Linked DNA regions of Mus musculus: all the other regions are linked to region 3. A link is a contact called in public Hi-C, HiChIP or PLAC-seq and promoter capture Hi-C data. All regions are on one chromosome and are shown on one strand. The core of a region is the stretch at or near the end of the contact, and the rest is flanking DNA. Distances in the headings are between cores, read along the strand shown. Region 1 holds the start of Selenof (selenoprotein F). Region 2 has its middle 16 kb from the start of Gm35187. Region 3 holds the start of Odf2l (outer dense fiber of sperm tails 2-like). Region 4 overlaps Hs2st1 (heparan sulfate 2-O-sulfotransferase 1). Region 5 holds the start of Syde2 (synapse defective 1, Rho GTPase, homolog 2 (C. elegans)).

Region 1 (3,164 bases), core at 584-3,083, 550 kb after region 3:
GGAAGTAAGAATAAGAAAGGCTAGGTAATTGCCAGTATATGCAGTACATAGGAAGGAGTCAACAAGACATCTGAGTTTGAAGTTAAGATTGGGTGGACAACCACCATGGCATACAGGTAGCCATAAGTTCTTCCTACTCTAGTCCTAGCATGTACTGACATTTCTTTGCAATGCAATTCTGTCACTCTTCCCATTCGGCTGTGGAGTTGGGAAGAGTTGTTCACCTGTGGCGTGGTCTGGGGACTTACTCTGACAAGTCTAATGTGATGGAGTTTGGATCTATTTACACAGTGGGAGGATCTGGCTTTCTGTTTTTAGCCTTGTCTCCCAGGAGGGAATCTGTGATCTCCATGGCAAGGTCTTAAGAGGCTTCTGCTCTTTTGGAGTATTGTCCTGAGACGGCTGTGAAAAAGAAGTCAGTCATTTACTGGGAGATGAGTTAGCAGCAGAACTGAGCGGTCCCTGTTAATGGCACTGACTAGAACTACAGTAGCTTTGGGTTTTTAGTTAAATTCACCAACTAGCTCAAACAGTGCATCCATGAGGGAACTGCTTCACTAACATAAAGGATGGTTAAATTGTTTAAAAACATTGATTGGCAAGGGGGTGGGGGCAGGTATTTACAAAGCCATAGCCTACTGAGATTTTGAAGATAGTTTGAAAACATTACTCCTTTGTTACTTTTGGTAGTGGTAACACATTCAAACGACTACAATGGGAGGGAAAAGCCAACAATTTACTTATGTTTCCAGTATAAAAGTTTAAAGGGATGTTCCCTAAGTGTTTTCTGAAGTACCAGATGTTTCAAAACAACATTGTATTGCAATGTAAGACGCTAAGAATCCACTCTTTGGACAAAGTAAGAAAAGCAGAGACAACGTTTGTGAACTATAAGACCTATGAAGAACAGAGTATTTAGAGACCTACGGTATAATTTTAACTTTCCAAAATCTTGGACAAATCACTTAAGTATCCTAAGTACAAAGACATGTAAATATGGGTGGAAAACTCCCATAGAGGAATTTACCAAAAATACAGTTGCTTCATGAGTAGCTAAGTAAGTCAAAACCAGGTTAACTCCTTTCAGAGATTTAGAACCCGTGTCGTCTGGTTAACGAGGAAAACCGCTTGTCTGGACCAAAACCCTTTAAGGTTTGGGAGTTTGTAAGCAGCGGTAGTTTCATTCACTTGTGTCTCACTCAAAGAAACGTCCCTCCTTTCTAAGCATTACTGACTATGTACCCTCTGTGCTCTGAAAAACCGATCCTAGCTGCCTGAAGCGAGGAAACCATCGTCTCTAGAGCTCCGGCTGGAATTCTGCCACGTTTCATTCCGGATGGAAGCGGCCGCTAAGGCAGCCCGTTCCACGGGCGGCTCCCAAGCGTGGCCCCGGGTTTGCCCTTCCACATCCGCGCTCTCCGACCAGCCTTGAGGCAGCCCCAGAGGCGGTCCACACTCACCGCTTGAAACGCAGTCGCCAGCAGCAAGCGCAGCCCCAGAGCGGGCCGCAGCCACCCACCCTGCCCTGCCGCCATCCCTGCGGTCTGCCGTCAATCTTCAGGGGTCTGAGGACCCCTGTGCCGGGGACGTCCACTGCACTGCCTGACGCGAAACCCGCCGCGAAAGGCCACTGCTACAAGCCTATTATCCCACAAAGACGAGTGTTAGTTAGGCGACCATGGGAGCCTGTAAGTGATCGATTGTTAAACAGTCCTCAGGTTCTTTTAGAGATTCAAATTAGGCATTTTCCTAAACTCCCCACACCGGGGCTTCTTATTCACGACATTCAATCGGCTATCCACGAAGCCCCAGCTCGGCCATCAGTAGCCCCGCCTCCTCCAAGTTTACCCAATCGGACAACGCCTTGCTTGAGTCCCGTGACAAGGAACCCAACCGTAAATCGAACCGAAAGGGCGAGAAGCGGCCTCTCTTCGGACCAATGAACACCACTGTACCGGAGGATGGGGGTGGAGCCTCTGGTTGCCGGGCAGCGTGCGTCAAGGCGTGCGCGTGGTGGCCGAGGGGGAGGGGAGGGGGCGGGCCGAGGGCGGCGCAGCCGCAGCCGCATCGCCACCGGAGGAGCGCGCGGCCGCGAGCGACCGAGGGAGGGAAGGGAGGAAGCGAGGGAAGAGGGCGTGCGGCCGTGGGGTCCCGAAGCCAGGGGGCAGCGGCAGCGGCAGCGGCAGGAGGGCGCCAGGGCCGTCGAGTGGGCCGGGGAGAAGCGTGCACCAGGCGGCCGGCGCTGGCTCCCGCGGGCGGGAGACCGGAGAGGAGGAGGGGGTCGCTGCGGCGCGGCAGTCCGCGCAGCTCCCGGGTCGGGGTCTCCTCCCGGCGCTTCGGTCGCCCTCGGGGCCCCGCTCCCCGCCCCCCGCGGTATGTCTTGATCGCGAGCGGCGGGTTTCATGGGGCTCCTCAGGATTATGATGCCGCCCAAGTTGCAGCTGCTGGCGGTGGTGGCCTTCGCGGTGGCGATGCTCTTCTTGGAGAACCAGATCCAGAAGCTGGAGGAGTCCCGGGCGAAGCTAGGTGAGGCAGCCGAGCGGTGCGCCGGGGCCGGGCTGGCGGGTGGGCATTGCCGGCTATAGCAAGTGGGCTTCCTCAGGGGGCCTCGGAGAACCTCGAGAGCTGGGACCCGGGCACGTCGAGCTCCCGCCACCGGGGAGGGAAGCTGGGCTGATGAGCTGCACGCGCGAGGTCTCTGGCCAGAGGGCTGCCCCGTCGGCCCTTCACTGAGAGAGGGGACCCAGGTCTGCCTGGAGCTGGTGCTGCTGGAGGACACAAACGCTCCCTCTCTCTTCTCTTCCAAATCGTTCTGCAAAGCCCCAGTCATGTGCAGAGATGGGGACTGGAATTTGAATTAGGGGCACCTGGGCACAGGATCCTTTGGGGATGGTGGTCGTGGGGAGATTCGTCGCGGGGAGATGGGTAGAAATGGAAGGAGACTCCGGGAATGATGGGGAGTGAAAGCGGCTCACCGTAGTGAGTGGCAGGCATGCCTGAGCCTAGGGCAGTAAGGGACCTTAGAACTGACAGCTTTGGTAGGCTGGCGGTGTGGGACAGCGGAGCCGATGATGGCACGAAAAGGAGACATCTGGGGGACTGAAGTTCTTTATGAGTGACGCTAAACTGGTTGATTTGGGCTTCAGAGTGGGGTCGTAAGTTTA
Region 2 (3,121 bases), core at 113-2,612, 790 kb before region 3:
CCAAAAGGGCAAAAGCAGCAAGCTTTCTCCAGTGCTGACCCATCTCTCCACCCTCATTCAGTGCTGACCCATCTCTCCACCCTCGTTCAGTGCTGACCCATCTCTCCAGCCTCATTCAGCTTTTTATGTGTGTGCCAGGGCTCTGAGCTCAGGTCCTTCTGTGTCTGTGGCAAGCACTTTATGCATTGAACAACCCTTCTGCCCCCTGTTTGCTTTTTTTTTTTTTTTAGGGTCTCACTAGGTAACCTAAACCTGGCTTTGAATTTATAATCCCTCTTGCTACAACCTCCCGAGTCTTGAGATTAAAGATAGATACTTCCATGCCCAGATATCCCAAGTTTTAGATCGAAGTTTTGAGTTAACAAAGCACTACCAACACCCACAAGCTTATGGTATAATGGTATTTCCACTTCAGTGAAGAAACATCAGGAGCCTGAGGGAGGAAGTCAGTGAGCCAGTCCACAGGGCCAGATTCCGGGTGTCCCACGTGCAACCATGCATGGCTGCACAGCACACCATCATCTTCGTTTTTACTTACCTCTCCTAGTTCCCACTCTTGGTAAGCTGTCCACCTTCGTGGAACAGGAGGGAACATAAGAACACCCTTTGCACTATTGCACAACGTTTCTGCAAGTCTCAAGATAAAAAATATAAAATGAAGCCTGACATATTCTTTTAGTGTGGATGGTGGTTTTTGCAATTCTGAAGAGAATCGTAAAAGCAGCGTGTATAGCTAGGAGTAGAGCAGCATTTTATTAAAGGACCCTCCCTGGGCAGCGATTTAGTTGTTTCTCTTCTTTATTGGCTCTTAGGACAGCACCACACAGCATGGATTCTCGGACCATGCCTGGTCCCACTACCATCATCATCATCATCATCCTGAACATAGACTTTCTGACAAACATCAATAACTACAACCCTTCCAGATCCAACTCCATCAACGCTCCAATGACTCTTCTCTGCTCACACACACACCCCTGCTGTCGGCTGGCTCCCCAGCCCACCCCCTCTGCTCTTTCAGTTTTTTTTTTTTTTTTTTTTTCGAGACAGGGTTTCTCTGTGTAGCCCTGTCTGTTCTGGAACTCACTCTGTAGACCAGGCTGGCTTCGAACTCAGAAATCTACCTGCCTCTGCCTCTCAAGTGCTGGGATTAAAGGCGTGTGCCACCACTGCCCGGCTTCCCTCTGTTCTTTCAATGTCCACAGGCCACTCTCCATTTCCAGTTGGGTCAAGGTCAAAGAGCCGTGCTTCCAATGGCAGTAGATGTCCGGCAGGTATTGAGGTTCAAGCAGATACGCCTCAGGATTTAATATCTGTTCTCCAGCCAACAGCACGTGTGACATTCTCAGCGGCATGGACTCTGAACAGGTGGCTGTCCCATCTGTCTTTCAACAGATCAGAGGGAACGGTGGCAAAGGGCAAGGCTGGCTTGTAATGAGGGCACCTCTGGCAAGGAGATATCCACCCCTACTTTCTCTGTTGGATGGCAATATTGTTAAATCTCTGCTCCCAGTCTCTAGTCTCTCCTAAGCAGGGTACTGTGTTCCCCGCTGTCTCATTCTTTGAAGCACAGCTCGTGTGTTTGGAGTCTTGGTTCTTAGCTGGTGGAGACATTTTAGGAAGCTGTGGAACCTTTGAGAAGCAGGGCCTAGCCGGAGGACGTGGGCCACTGAGGGGAGTGGCCTGAGCTTTGAAGTCCAGCCCAGTTCTGGCTTCACCTCTCTTCCTCTCACTCTCTTTCCCTTTCCCCCTTCCCCTCCCTCTCTCTCTTCTCCCTCCCTCTCTCCTTCCTGAATGCTGGTGTGAAATAGCCACCTCACTCTCTTGCTTCTACAACCACAAGCCATGGTTATAAATATAAGCCATTCGTGAGAAGTCGTGATCCCATTTCCTCCTCCTCCTCCTCCTCCTCTTCCTCCTCCTCCTCCTCCTCCTCCTCCTCCTCCTCCTCCCTCCTCCACTCCTTATCTCCAGCCTCCTTGGTGTTGTAACTATTTCTTGAACACCACCAGCCTAGGCATTCTATGTATACTGGCTCCTGTCTAACTTCCATCCTAACCAGGAGGTCGGCACTATGTATCTACCGTATAAGTCTTTACTAGTGTGTGCCTTCCTGTCTCAAGCTGTAAGAATCTTTCTAGATGATTCTAAATTGTGTTAAGCTGACAATTAGAGCTATCACCAAGATCACAGGTGGCTTTTGTGCTCTCCATGTCTTGAGATAGCCCCAGGCCTAGGCACATCCTGACAGCTTCCTGCCCTCCCCTGGTCCTCTTGGTGCCACGTTCCTGGGTCTCAGCAAAGTAGAAGTAAGGAAAGGCAAACAAAAGGCAGATTTCTCAGCTTCACTGCGAAGCAGATTTCTTGCAGGTTAGTTCTTTGGTGTTGGGTAGCGGTTCTAGTCCTTTCTTGCTTCTCTGGACCAAGAGAGTCACCGAGAAAACAAGTATGCCACCACCAGAGGGCGCTGCGACCACACAATTTTTTTTTTTCTGCAAAAACTGACCTCTGCAAACATAGTTTAGATTTCTTTTGTTTCTGAGGAGAAATTAAGGGTTGCCCGTGGTGGTGGCAGTAGTGGGGGCTGGGCAGGCGGTGAGAGGGCAGGCGGTGAGACACGAATTAATACGGAGAAGCAGAGATGGGAAGTGTAGCAAACACTCTGCAGGTGCCTTGCTGTGTCATTATTTGAAATTTTCAACTCTGTTGGAACACTTGCTTTCAATATCGAGCAGAGGACGATGCTGAGGAGAAGGGCTGTGCTGCCGAACAGAACTGGGTGACAGCCCCAGATCTATGCTCAGTAAATCTGTGACTACCCATGGGGGCCAACGAGGCCTGGAACTTTCTGTGTAGACAAGGCTGGCTTCAAACTCGGAGAGATTGGCCTGTCTCTGCCTCCCCAGTGCTAGGATAGTAACACCGTGCTGCTAGACCCTGTGGCCGGCCCCTAGTTTTCTCAACAACGCCATGAGGCATTTGTGAGAATTAAAGGAATGAGGTTATAACATGTCCTGGTCCCAGAGAGCCACAAGAGTGCAGCGCTATGACAATGATATATTACTTAAACCTTAAAAACAATCCTGTGTACATGTGTGTGGTATGCATGCAAGTGTGTGTG
Region 3 (3,300 bases), core at 527-3,026:
GCACTGCTGAGGTGAACTCTTCTGGGAAGCGGTGGTTCAGGGAGGCCAAGGCTGTACCTTAAGTGGTAGCTAAACTTAGTAATGTGTTAGGAGTTTTCCACATGGCTCTGGTTTTCAAGGAGTAAAGGGACCACGGAGAGCAGCTGAGGGTTGACACCGTATGACAGGACTGGAGACCAGCATAGAGGTCAGAAAGCCACCGATGACAGAGCAGCCCCCCATCGTAGTGCAGGCCTCAGGACTGAAGAGGCAATGAATACAAACCGAGGCTTGGAATGATTAGGCAAGGGTTTCTAAGGAAAGCCCAGGAGATGTTATTGGAGAAATGCAGTGGATACACAAGGATTGCAAGTGTCACGGAAAGAAACTGAGGACTGGTACAATGAAAGGACAGAAGAGGCCACTGGTTAAAGATCCCAGGATACTGCAGATGTTAGGACCACGGATGACCATCAAGGACAGCAACAGGGGTGGTTTAGAGTCACGGTGACACACTGAGCAAGAAGTAGAATCCCTGGACTCATCTTACTTTATCCCACCTTTAAACTTAGATGCCATCTGGCCCACTCTGCGGGGCAGCTCAGCAATCTTCACGTTTTTTCCACTTTCTCCTTTTTAAAGTAATTATCCTGAATTAACCAACCTACCTTAAATTTACTTACAAGCCTGAGTTGATCAGAACTGATTTTACAGAACAACCTTGAAGACCTATCTGTTCTTTGTAGAAAGTCATTGCTGAAGCAGTCATAAATGGAGAACTACTAAACCAGAGGGTGGGGGTTGGGGGCATCAGTGGCCTGCAACGGATCGTTTCTATACTCATCCTGACTCCCATTTGTCTGTATGGAGTTAACAAAAGTGACGAATAAATGAGGCTATCTGCTCAGATCTTGAGACGCTCGAAAAGCAAAGACTAAAACTATTAATATACACCAGTTGTAGAATTAGCAGAAAACAGCAATAATAATACTTTGCTATTAAAAATTACAAATATGGCCGGTCTCACCATTAATCAAAGGTATGAAGTAAAGCTTACAAACAGGCACGATTTCTACAGTTTGATCCTTTACCTAAACCAGAGGCACTCGTACCCTCAAACATTTGACACCCTTGTAAGCCATGGCGTGACAGAGAAACTTGGTCTTTAGGGTCACCAATAGCAGCCACCGTTAGGTTAAGGTTACTCAACTGACATATTCAGTGCCAGAGACAGGGGACATGACTCGGGGTACGTCAAGAACTGGACTGGCATCGGGTGAGCTCAAGATTAGGAAAACACTATGTCGGAAACACCCCCAAACCCGGACCCTCGCTCTGCAGGGACCCTATCCCCCGCTAACTTCTCCCCGGCGCCCCGAGACCACACCGCGGGAAGCAGGGGCACAATGTCCGCTTTCCTCTGGGTGACAGTGAGGACCTGAGCACCAAACACATACTGTTCAGGAGGGGTGGGCACCACGGGTTTCACTTCCGGGTGCCTAGGGTCACGCGCGGCCCGCCCTCAGAGCCCACCCCAGACTCGCGCCCGCCCGCCCGTCCGCCCGTCGCCCTGACGTCATCCCCCGCCGCCGCCACTACCTACAATGGCCGGAGGCCTCTCTGAGGCCTGCCCGGCCCTGGGTCACTGCAGCAGGCGGAGAGTGCAGAGAGAGTAGGAGGCCAGAGGGAAGGGCAGGGAGCGCGGGGAGAGAAGCTGACGAGTCACCAGAACAGGCAGCGGCGGCCTGAGCGCGTCCACCTTGGAGCTCAACGTTGCTAGTAACCGGCCTGCGGTTTCTGTGGAAACGGACGCCCCGCCCTCATCGGCCCGCTCCGACGCAGCTAATTGGTCGGGAGCTCTAGAGCGCGAGCGCCGTTCCTGCTGTGATTGGAGGGAGTGAGGGGGCGTGGCCGGCGGGGGGTTGTCTCTGCTCTGGTTTCTCTAGTGAGATTTTTCAAAAGCTTTAGCTTTGAGAAAAGGCGTAGCTTTTGTGCGTCGCTGACCGAAAATCTCAACCGCTCTCATCCTAGCAGGGAAGGAAGGTCCGTTCCGAGTCTCTTGACACTGGATCGAAAAATGACTTCCCTGCTTTTGCCCTTTTTTGTAGCTAGGATTTGAAAAAACCCAAGACAGAAAAACCTTTCCAGTGTATGGCATTATCCCCCACAGGAGTTTTTCTTCTTTAAAAACATAGTCAGCAGGTTCTCCAAAATGTCGTTCAAGTCCTCCTAAGTCCTTAGATAAAGCTGCTGTGCTTTCTAAACTGCTGAACCGGCCAAATGAGATCTTGGTAGGACCTAGTAGTGGTTTTTTGTTTGTTTATTTTGTTTTGTTTTGTTTTCCTTATGAGATTTTGGGAGTTTTGTCATTGTTCTTGGAATGTTTTCATGCACCTCCCAGGTGTAGTAGATAGGAGTGAGTTTACGTCCGAGTTTTTGTACAACTGGCTATTATCCATTTATTTGCCTCTATGGGAAACAAACAAACAAACATGTTTTTGCCGCGTGCACCTTGTCCTTCTTATATACTCAAGTGACCTTTCTTAGCACTCAGGGTATACACTGTCTGATGCTCTGAATAAAGTTGGCTATTGCATGCGGCGTTAGTCTGCCTCGTTCCTCCGCTCCACTCCCTCAGGTTCCACCACAGGAAGAGATATAAAAATGAACAGCATATCGAAGCAGCGCATACTTCTAGTAGATAGAGTAAAATGGTAGCTATGGGAAATGTCAGCTAGGAGCTGAACTGTCGGCCCTTCAGTATGGCTAGTACAAGCTCTTCAGAGCCAGATGCTGTGCTTCTTAGGGAGTTTCCATAGGGAGCTGTTCGCCTAGGTGAGGAAAATGAAAATACATGTTTATGAAATATTCTATAAGAAAGTCATAAATAGCAAGTTTGTTTATAATAGCTAAAAATGGCAAGTAGATTGAATGTTTACCAGCAGGAAAATTGATTACATATTCAATACAATGGAATGATATTCCACAGTCAAAAACAACAAGCCACTTCAATATGCACCTTCTGCATAAGTAGCTTGAAGCTCTTCTCTCTGTTGCCTGGGACATTCAATATGGACATGCTGGGTACATGAGCAGCCATGGATAGACTGGTAATAGACGTCTTAATTCAGCCTTGTATAAGAAAGTAGCGTAGGCTGAGTTGTTTAAAGAACAGAAACATATTTATCACATTTCTAGAATCTCAGAAGACCCAACTCAAGAATCAACCAATCTGGCTGCTAGTGAGTTGTCTGTTCCTAATGCTTACAGATGGTTGGAAGCCTCCTTGCTGTATTCTCACTTGAGCAAGAAGCAAGATCT
Region 4 (3,358 bases), core at 116-2,615, 680 kb after region 3:
TCTTTAAATATTTGTACTCATTTATTTATTCTAGTCGACCATTTATTTTGGGGGCTCTAAAGATGAGATCTGGAGCCTTGCACAAGCGAGGCAAGTAGTGTATCACCGGGCTGTGTGCCCGCCCTTTGGTTTCCTGAACTTGAGACGCTTGCCTCAGACTCTGCAGTGCTGGGAACAGACATGCACTGCCATACTTGGTTTATTCAATCATTTTGATAGAAAAATACAGAAACAAAATCCATTCTGAATTAGTATATTTCTTAAACTATAATGGGAACTTCAAGAGATTTCTAAATTATCTGAGCAGCGTAGATTGACAGAAAGTTTAAGGTCCTGCCTGTAGGCTGCTCCAAAGCATCTTCATAGAAAGAGAATTGGAAACGCTGGGAGAGTCTTTCAGGTTTTAGCCACTTTCTCTGAAAAGGAAACTAATTCAATGGCCCAGATATGGCAGAGAACTTGCGTTTTGTAAATAAAGCTTTATAGAGCACAGCCACTAATGCTGGTGCATTTACCATCTGCTGAGATAGCAGACTTAAACAATATGGTTTAAGCCATATCGCCTACAAAGCCTAAGACATTTACTCTCTGCCTTTTGTAGAAAAAGTTTGCCAGGCCCTGCTTTTGAATAATGAAAAGTATTGCCCAATTGAGTTTTAAATAGAGAGGATACTTCATATATTTCATACACAGCTTGGGGAGACCTTAGAAATCAACTAAGCCCTTCTTTCTCCCCGCTTTAAGGTTCTTTTGAGGTAGAATCTCTTGTAGCCCAGGCTGCCCTTGAACTTGTAACCCTCCTGTCTCCACTTCCCATGTGCCAGGATAACAGGAATGCACCACCACACCCAGTTTTTTGGCTTGTGGTTCTGACTTTGTTTTAATAGTTGAGAAAATAGAGTGAAGCCACAGCCTTGGGATCACATTGGCACTTAAAATGCAGAGCCAGAGTTAAGCGTAAAGAATGTTGGTGCTAATTAGATCCCAGAAGTACAGTCTATTTAGGGTGAAACCCGTTAACAACATTAGCTCACACTGTAAACAAAAAGATTGTAAGCAGAGCCTCTTCTTACCTACTTTCTGTTTCTCAGAATTTCAGGAAACACTAAAGCTTATGGAAAGAAAAGACATGGAGTTTACAAATTAAGATAAACAATAAACACAAATTGCTTCTACTTTACCAAAGGGGCTCTCAGAATGAGCAAAGTTTTAGAGTAGTTTTAAAACACATAGTGCACACTAAGTCAGATAAAGGACGTATGATCCAAACAAACCGTCCTTAAAGTCAGTTCATTTCCAGAACCCTTCAGGAGCGTCTGTCTGTGTGGCAGTGGGGAGAGTTAGAATCCAGGTCGCCTTCCCAGAGGTGCCCTCTAAGGGCGCTGCCGCTACTGTGCTCGCCTGCGCGCCTGCCTCCCTATTTCCTCCACAACACTTAGCAGATTTCGTGACCGAGTTTTATTCCTTTTCTGTGGTCTCAGGAATGTAGGGAGCAGATGGGCCATGGACCAGGCTAAGTCTAACCTCATTAATGAGTACTTCCTGGTGGGAGTCACCGAGGAGCTCGAGGACTTCATCATGCTGCTCGAGGCAGCTTTGCCCCGATTCTTCCGGGGCGCTACCGACCTCTACCGTACAGGTATGTGTGTGGGAGGTTGGTTTCCACGGCCCTCACTGACTTGCTCTGTGATAAAGTAGACTACGGTTCTAGAAGAGGGGTGGGGTGGGAAGGCTAAACACAAGAACAGCCATCGTGGGCTGTATTTCTGCAGTCGCTTGTCTAAGGGCACGTCCAGACCATTGTGAGTCCATCGATATTGATGGTTTTGTGTGACAGCTTACCTCAAACTCCCCTAGAGTTTGCATCTACCCTCCATTCTCCACTATTGTAGCAAATATAGGTGGTGGGAAGCTAGATAAAGGCTTTATCGGAAATTTTTTTTTTTTTTAAATAAGCAAGGGCCAGCAAGCTAGCTCAACAGTGTGAGGGCACTTGTGGCAGGAGCCCAGATATGTGATAGGAGAAAAGGACTGACTCCAGGGACGCACACACACACAACTGGACACTGGTAGTGGTGGTTGTTTAAAAATAAGTAAATGGTTCTTAGAGTGGAGAGGGTGAGAGACTCCACTTACTGAGTGGAGTCTTGCATTTACTACTTGGGCATTTTGTTGGGTCTTTTAAGGATTCACCTTGTAATGGTGCTGCCTCGGATGAGGTTAGCTTTCTGGATTTTGCTGGATTATGTTATTAATGTTATAGGGTAATGTGTTACTTGCCCTTCACATTGTCTTATTAGCAGAAACCACTTCTTCAAGTAAAGAGGCATGTCTGTGTGTGTTCTGTAAGAATTATTTATGTTTCCTGTCTTTCCATCGTAAGTAGGAAAGAAATCTCACCTTAGGAAAACCACAGAGAAGAAGCTGCCCACCAAGCAGACTATCGCGAAGCTGCAGCAGTCTGACATTTGGAAGATGGAGAATGAGTTCTATGAGTTTGCTCTGGAGCAGTTCCAGTTCATCCGAGCTCACGCTGTCCGCGAGAAAGACGGAGACCTCTACATCCTGGCCCAGAACTTTTTCTACGAAAAGATTTACCCTAAGTCGAACTGAGCGCAGGTGTGGCCAGAGCACTCCTGCCCCGGAACTTGACTGTGTCACCACCCTTCTCAGCCCCCTGCTGATGCGTGTGCGAGCTGTGAGCCACGCTGAGCTGGGGACAGACATGAATGTCAAGGAGTGAGATGCTGGCGGGCTGGCGGAGTCCTGTGGAGTTTTTAACTTTCTGGCATTTTTACTTTTTTGTTGTTTTATTTTCGTTTTCATGATAGTTATAATCTTCTCCTGGTGCAGGGACATGGGGACTTACATTGCCTAAAATACACACATGGACGTTTAGTCAGATGGCTGAATACCATTTCAGAAGAGGTTTGCATAAGCATTTCTTTGCCTCTCCTTGAATGAAGAGGAGTCTGTTTGCCACTTACCCTTCTGGAGTTTGTGCCGCCACCTCTGCTGGATAGTGCTAAAATATGTTTGGCAGTATCTGATTTATTTGTATGAATCATGTCTCACAAAGTTTATTAGAATGTTTGATCGTGTTTTCCCAGAACATTTCTGCTACAGTTGGGTTTGCCCATATTTATGTAGGCTTTATTTTATTTTATTTGATGATCATTAGTGTTAAAGAAATCAACTTAAACCATGAATAATACTGTAAGAAGGTAAAAAGTTAAAGCAGTATTCCTGACTCCTGTCACCCCAGTATCCAATATTGGAATGATATTTCTAAGAATGTGGACATTATCTGAGGCTTTCTTAAGGATTTCCACATATCAATATCAAAAAATTGAGTTTA
Region 5 (3,582 bases), core at 992-3,491, 870 kb before region 3:
TATAAGGACAACCAGACTTAAAAAATTTTTTTTCTACTATAAATAGTGTTTTCTAAGTTTTCAAGTGGACTTAGGTGCTTGCACTTGGCCCTGAGTGACATTTACTTTCTTTACAAACCAGTATCATAGGTGTTCTACAAGAGAACGAAATCCTAGCTTTGGATTAAGAGAGAGAGAGAGAGAGAGAGAGAGAGAGAGAGAGAGAGCCCGAGAGAGCGCGTGCTCACGTGAATGTCTAAGCTCAAGTATGTGCGGTGCCTGGGTGAGAAGAAAAACAGCCTAATAAGTAAAATGACAGTTTATGAAGCCTATAAAATTCTACCTTGGATCGAATTCAGACTCACAAACTTCCCAAGTCTTTGAGTTTGCCTAGAGCTACAGAAAAGAAAAGAAAAAAATTAAAATAGCGCCCCCCTCCTCCCGCATCAAAACCTACATTAAATGCATGTAAAGGACTTAAAACCTTCATTCACTGTTGTCCTAAGGGAGGGAGCACGCTGACTCTTGGAGAAGAGAAAAACAAAAAATCCGAAAAGGGAAAGAAGGAAAAAGCAGGAAGCAGGAGAGAGGGAGGAGGGGAAGGGAGGGGGCGCAAAGACCACAAGATTTAATGTATGACATTAGCAGCGACCCGAGACCCGCAGAAGCCCACTCGGGAAACAGTACACCAGTGGTTCTCAACCTGAGGGTCTCGACCCCTGTGGTGACTGAACTAATTTTTCACTGGGGTCGCCTAAGACCATTGGAAAACACAGATATTTGCATGACGTCTCATAACAGTGGCAAAATTACAGTTATGAAGTAGCAACGAACATAATTTTATGGTCGGGGGCACCAAACATGAGGAACTAGATTCAAGGGTCACAGCATCAGAAAGGCTGAAAACCACCACACTAGAGGCTCAGGGCGCTGCTTAGCATATTGACTGCAAAGTGTCCTACCTGTCAGTGTGATTCTTTGGTCCGTTGTCACCGAGAGGACGTGGTTTTCATGCACTTTCCAACTGCCCAAATTTGGAGAGGTTGTCTGCGCTCCGGGAACTTTGGGTGCTGTCCCGCGATCGCGACCCTTCATCCCCAGGGACAGCAGACGTCCTTTGTACATCCACTTCTGCAGTTTCTTGACAGTCACCGCAGGTGGCTTGAGGGGAAGATCCTCCGGATGGTCCTCTTGGCTGCTGGATATCACAGAGGTCCCCACAGGATCCTTAAAGGGTCGTCCCGAGGACCCGCTGGGGTCATGGCAGATGGGAGGCAGGAGAGCGGCGGACGTAGCAGCCCTGTGGCTGCCCGGGCTCCAGCCGTCCATCCCACCTCCACGTGGCTGGGGCTCGTCCCTGTCCCGGTGCGCACCGCACCTGATGCAGCTGTCGCTCGCCCACCGCTGGAGCAGAGGCGGCCGCCGGCTCACGCGGAGGCTCTCGAGACTTCTGCAACTGGACAGTTGTATCCGAGGACTGGGAGGCCGTCCCTCTCTCGACTCCGTCGGAGGCGACCGGGGCGGGGACACCTGCTGCGGAGGGCGGTCGCCGCCTCGGAGGCTGCAGGCTGGGCGCACGGCTGCGCCGCGGGGGAGAGGCGGCTGCTGGCCCTGAGCCCGGGCTCCCGCGGGTCCGCCCCGCCGCGTGCCCGAGTCAGGGGGTAGGTCGTGCATGGCCTGGATCAGCAGATAATAGGCCTCTCGCAACTGGGTCTGCAGCCTGCCCGTCTCCAGGCGGCCGCCCTCCATCCCCGGGGAGGAGCCCGGCGCTCGGGAAGGCGAGGCCCGCAGCGCCTCCGCCCCCTCGGGCGCGCAGCCCGCCGGCAGGTTCTCGTAGTAGTCGGCGCCCTCGTCCTCCCCGTCGTCGTCGCCGCTGCCCCAGGCGCCTGGGGAGGCGCGAGCAAGCGCGCGGCCCAGAGCGGCGGCCTCCTGCGCCCCGCGAGACCATGGCACCCGCGCGCCCGGCTGCTCGGTCCCCCATGCGGGCCGCTCCATACCGGGGCCCGCGAGCTCGTGGGGCGGCGAGCGTCCCTCGGAGAGCGAGGCCGCCACGGAGTCCGCGTGCAGCCCGAGCGCGCCGGGAGCGTGCCGCTCTCGGAGCCGGCCGAGCGTCCTCCGCAGGGGCTCCGCCATGAGCGCCGCCCTCAGCAGCCCGGCTCGCCCGGGGCGCGGGGCGGGCTCCGAGTCCCGCGCGGGCGGAGGCGGCGGCTCTCCATGACCACGGCCGGTCCTCGCCAGCTCCTCACATACTTGGCATAACTCGGCAGCGGCGGGTCGGTAGAGGGGGGCGCGGGCGCCGCAGCGCGCATGCCCCGGAACTAGAGCCGCGACGGGGCGCGCGGGCCAACACGCGGCGTTCCCGAGGTGGGCGCTCCGGGGGCGGGGCCTGCGCGGCTGCAGAGAGGGAAAGGTGGAGCGGGTCGGGCTGCCACCCCGCCAACCGCCCCGGCCCCTCCCCGCTGCCCCCTGCGCGAGGCGGGGCTCCGGTGCAGCAAGTCCTAGCTTGAGAGTAACAAAGACTGTTTGGACCGACCAAGTGCGAGTGCAGGTGTATCTCACAGGAGCGTTGTCCCCAAGATGTTCTGATCGGTTCCCTGCTCCCCGGAACTGTTGGAAAGGAATTTGCGGGGCTAGAGAGGTCGCTCGGTTGTAAGGATCGCTGGCTGCTCTGGTGTAGGACTCCAGTGTCAGGGGTTCCGAAGCCCTCTTCTGGCCTCCGCTGGCACCCGGCATGCGTGTTGTAAACCGTCATAGGTGCAGGTAAAACAACCATGCACGTAAAAATAAACAATAAAAAAGAAATCTGTAGCAAATCCTATTCAATAAGGAATTTTTAAAAAAAGTCCTTTATGTACTAGATCACTTCGGTTCCCTCTTTTTCAAATCTGTTTCTCCTTCTGTAAAAATGATACCTTCTCATCCAACGTTAATCCCTAGATCAAACAAAACTTGTTAAATGGAACCACAGATAAGAGCCCCGGGTACAACTACCAAACTAAAAGCGCTAGTTTACAGCTTTTAAATGTAAAAATGCTAACTGAAATTCAGTGTTCACTGGGTCGAAATAGAGAAAGGGTGAAATTTGGAAATACCTACTCTCAATACCAAACCCTGCCTGGCCTGGCACTGATCGATAAGAATCAGTGTTGCCATCATCTCTGATTTCAGCTATACTTTTTGGTTGTTATGCATTGGGAATGACCTTTGAGCCACTCATACCGCACAAATATCTAGCACATGCTTGCACTTAGTAGGTACTCAAGTCCTCCAAAAGTGGTAGTTGAGTGAATGGTCCTTACTTATTCCAGTATGGTCCTCCATGTAAGCCCAGCTGCTTTCTGTGCCTAAACGCTCCATCCTCTCAGCTCACTTGGATCTGTGCCGTTTGTTAGCGCCTGGCTCTCTGCCTTTGGAGTCATCCCCCTGTATCTGTATGCGTGTAATCTTCCCTGTGCTAGGCTTGGTGTGGTGGTATACTTGCTTGTGGAAGGAGGCTTAAGATGGAGGCAGTAGGAGGACAGCCTGAGGCCCTCTCTCAAAAAGCTAAACAAAGGAACAAAGAAACTGACAGGAGTGCCCCTCAGGTGAAGGCAAAGCTTTCAA

Evidence for each region. Promoter capture Hi-C pulls out the DNA fragments that hold promoters and counts their contacts. Hi-C and Micro-C count contacts between places; a contact is called where the count stands out from the background. HiChIP or PLAC-seq counts read pairs in DNA pulled down with a chosen protein or histone mark. Capture Hi-C pulls out chosen DNA fragments and counts their contacts.
Region 1: a contact with region 3 is called in a promoter capture Hi-C map of adipose tissue. The contact joins the promoter of Selenof here to the promoter of Odf2l in region 3. A contact is called at or near these places in 14 of 39 promoter capture datasets (the 3T3-L1 cell line, 3T3-L1-derived adipocytes, the C10 cell line and 9 more), 11 of 484 Hi-C or Micro-C datasets (CD4 T cells, CD8 T cells, LSK cells and 6 more), 9 of 115 datasets of contacts at active chromatin or transcription factors (the SCID.adh cell line, astrocytes, bone marrow-derived macrophages and 6 more) and 3 of 9 other capture datasets (adipose tissue, liver and pancreatic islet).
Region 2: an H3K4me3 HiChIP or PLAC-seq map of forebrain shows a contact between it and region 3, with 5 times the contacts expected there. The contact joins the enhancer-like site here to the promoter of Odf2l in region 3. A contact is called at or near these places in 10 of 39 promoter capture datasets (the 3T3-L1 cell line, 3T3-L1-derived adipocytes, cranial neural crest and 5 more), 4 of 484 Hi-C or Micro-C datasets (CD4 T cells, Th1 cells, brain and 1 more), 7 of 115 datasets of contacts at active chromatin or transcription factors (astrocytes, epiblast stem cells, extraembryonic endoderm stem cells and 4 more) and 2 of 9 other capture datasets (adipose tissue and liver).
Region 4: a promoter capture Hi-C map of embryonic stem cells shows a contact between it and region 3, with 3 times the contacts expected there. The contact joins the enhancer-like site here to the promoter of Odf2l in region 3. A contact is called at or near these places in 8 of 39 promoter capture datasets (the 3T3-L1 cell line, the C10 cell line, the HPC-7 cell line and 3 more), 1 of 484 Hi-C or Micro-C datasets (the G1E-ER4 cell line), 1 of 115 datasets of contacts at active chromatin or transcription factors (pancreatic cancer cells) and 1 of 9 other capture datasets (liver).
Region 5: a Hi-C map of CD8 T cells shows a contact between it and region 3, with 8 times the contacts expected there. The contact joins the promoter of Syde2 here to the promoter of Odf2l in region 3. A contact is called at or near these places in 1 of 484 Hi-C or Micro-C datasets (CD8 T cells) and 1 of 115 datasets of contacts at active chromatin or transcription factors (astrocytes).

Annotation. Positions count from the first base shown.
Region 1 is chr3:144,569,096-144,572,259 of GRCm38.p6, reverse strand. It overlaps Selenof (selenoprotein F), which reads right to left and starts at 1,833. Exons shown (of 5, transcript NM_053102.2): 1 at 1,461-1,833. The coding sequence starts at 1,535. Hs2st1 (heparan sulfate 2-O-sulfotransferase 1) reads left to right here and starts at 2,044. Exons shown (of 7, transcript NM_011828.4): 1 at 2,044-2,526. The coding sequence starts at 2,403.
Region 2 is chr3:145,905,017-145,908,137 of GRCm38.p6, reverse strand. No RefSeq gene overlaps it. Among named protein-coding and RNA genes, the nearest start is that of Gm35187, 16 kb to the right of the region's middle. Within about 2 kb of position 1,362, at least 23 of the 459 cell types and tissues checked have an H3K27ac peak or open chromatin away from gene starts, as enhancers often do. A contact at or near this core is called in forebrain and liver, where this site is marked.
Region 3 is chr3:145,117,065-145,120,364 of GRCm38.p6, reverse strand. Odf2l (outer dense fiber of sperm tails 2-like) reads right to left here and starts at 1,776. Exons shown (of 17, transcript NM_001162538.1): 1 at 1,583-1,776. It overlaps Gm40163 (a long non-coding RNA gene), which reads left to right and starts at 1,952. Exons shown (of 2, transcript XR_867692.2): 1 at 1,952-2,022; 2 at 3,250-3,300.
Region 4 is chr3:144,433,743-144,437,100 of GRCm38.p6, reverse strand. It overlaps Hs2st1 (heparan sulfate 2-O-sulfotransferase 1), which reads left to right. Exons shown (of 7, transcript NM_011828.4): 6 at 1,482-1,639; 7 at 2,387-3,358. The coding sequence ends at 2,613. Among named protein-coding and RNA genes, the nearest start is that of Gm34434, 53 kb to the right of the region's middle. Within about 2 kb of position 1,365, at least 7 of the 459 cell types and tissues checked have an H3K27ac peak or open chromatin away from gene starts, as enhancers often do. A contact at or near this core is called in embryonic stem cells, where this site is marked.
Region 5 is chr3:145,986,529-145,990,110 of GRCm38.p6, reverse strand. Syde2 (synapse defective 1, Rho GTPase, homolog 2 (C. elegans)) reads right to left here and starts at 2,241. Exons shown (of 7, transcript NM_001166064.1): 1 at 942-2,241. The coding sequence starts at 2,112. Gm35352 (a long non-coding RNA gene) reads left to right here and starts at 2,616. Exons shown (of 3, transcript XR_376174.3): 1 at 2,616-2,739.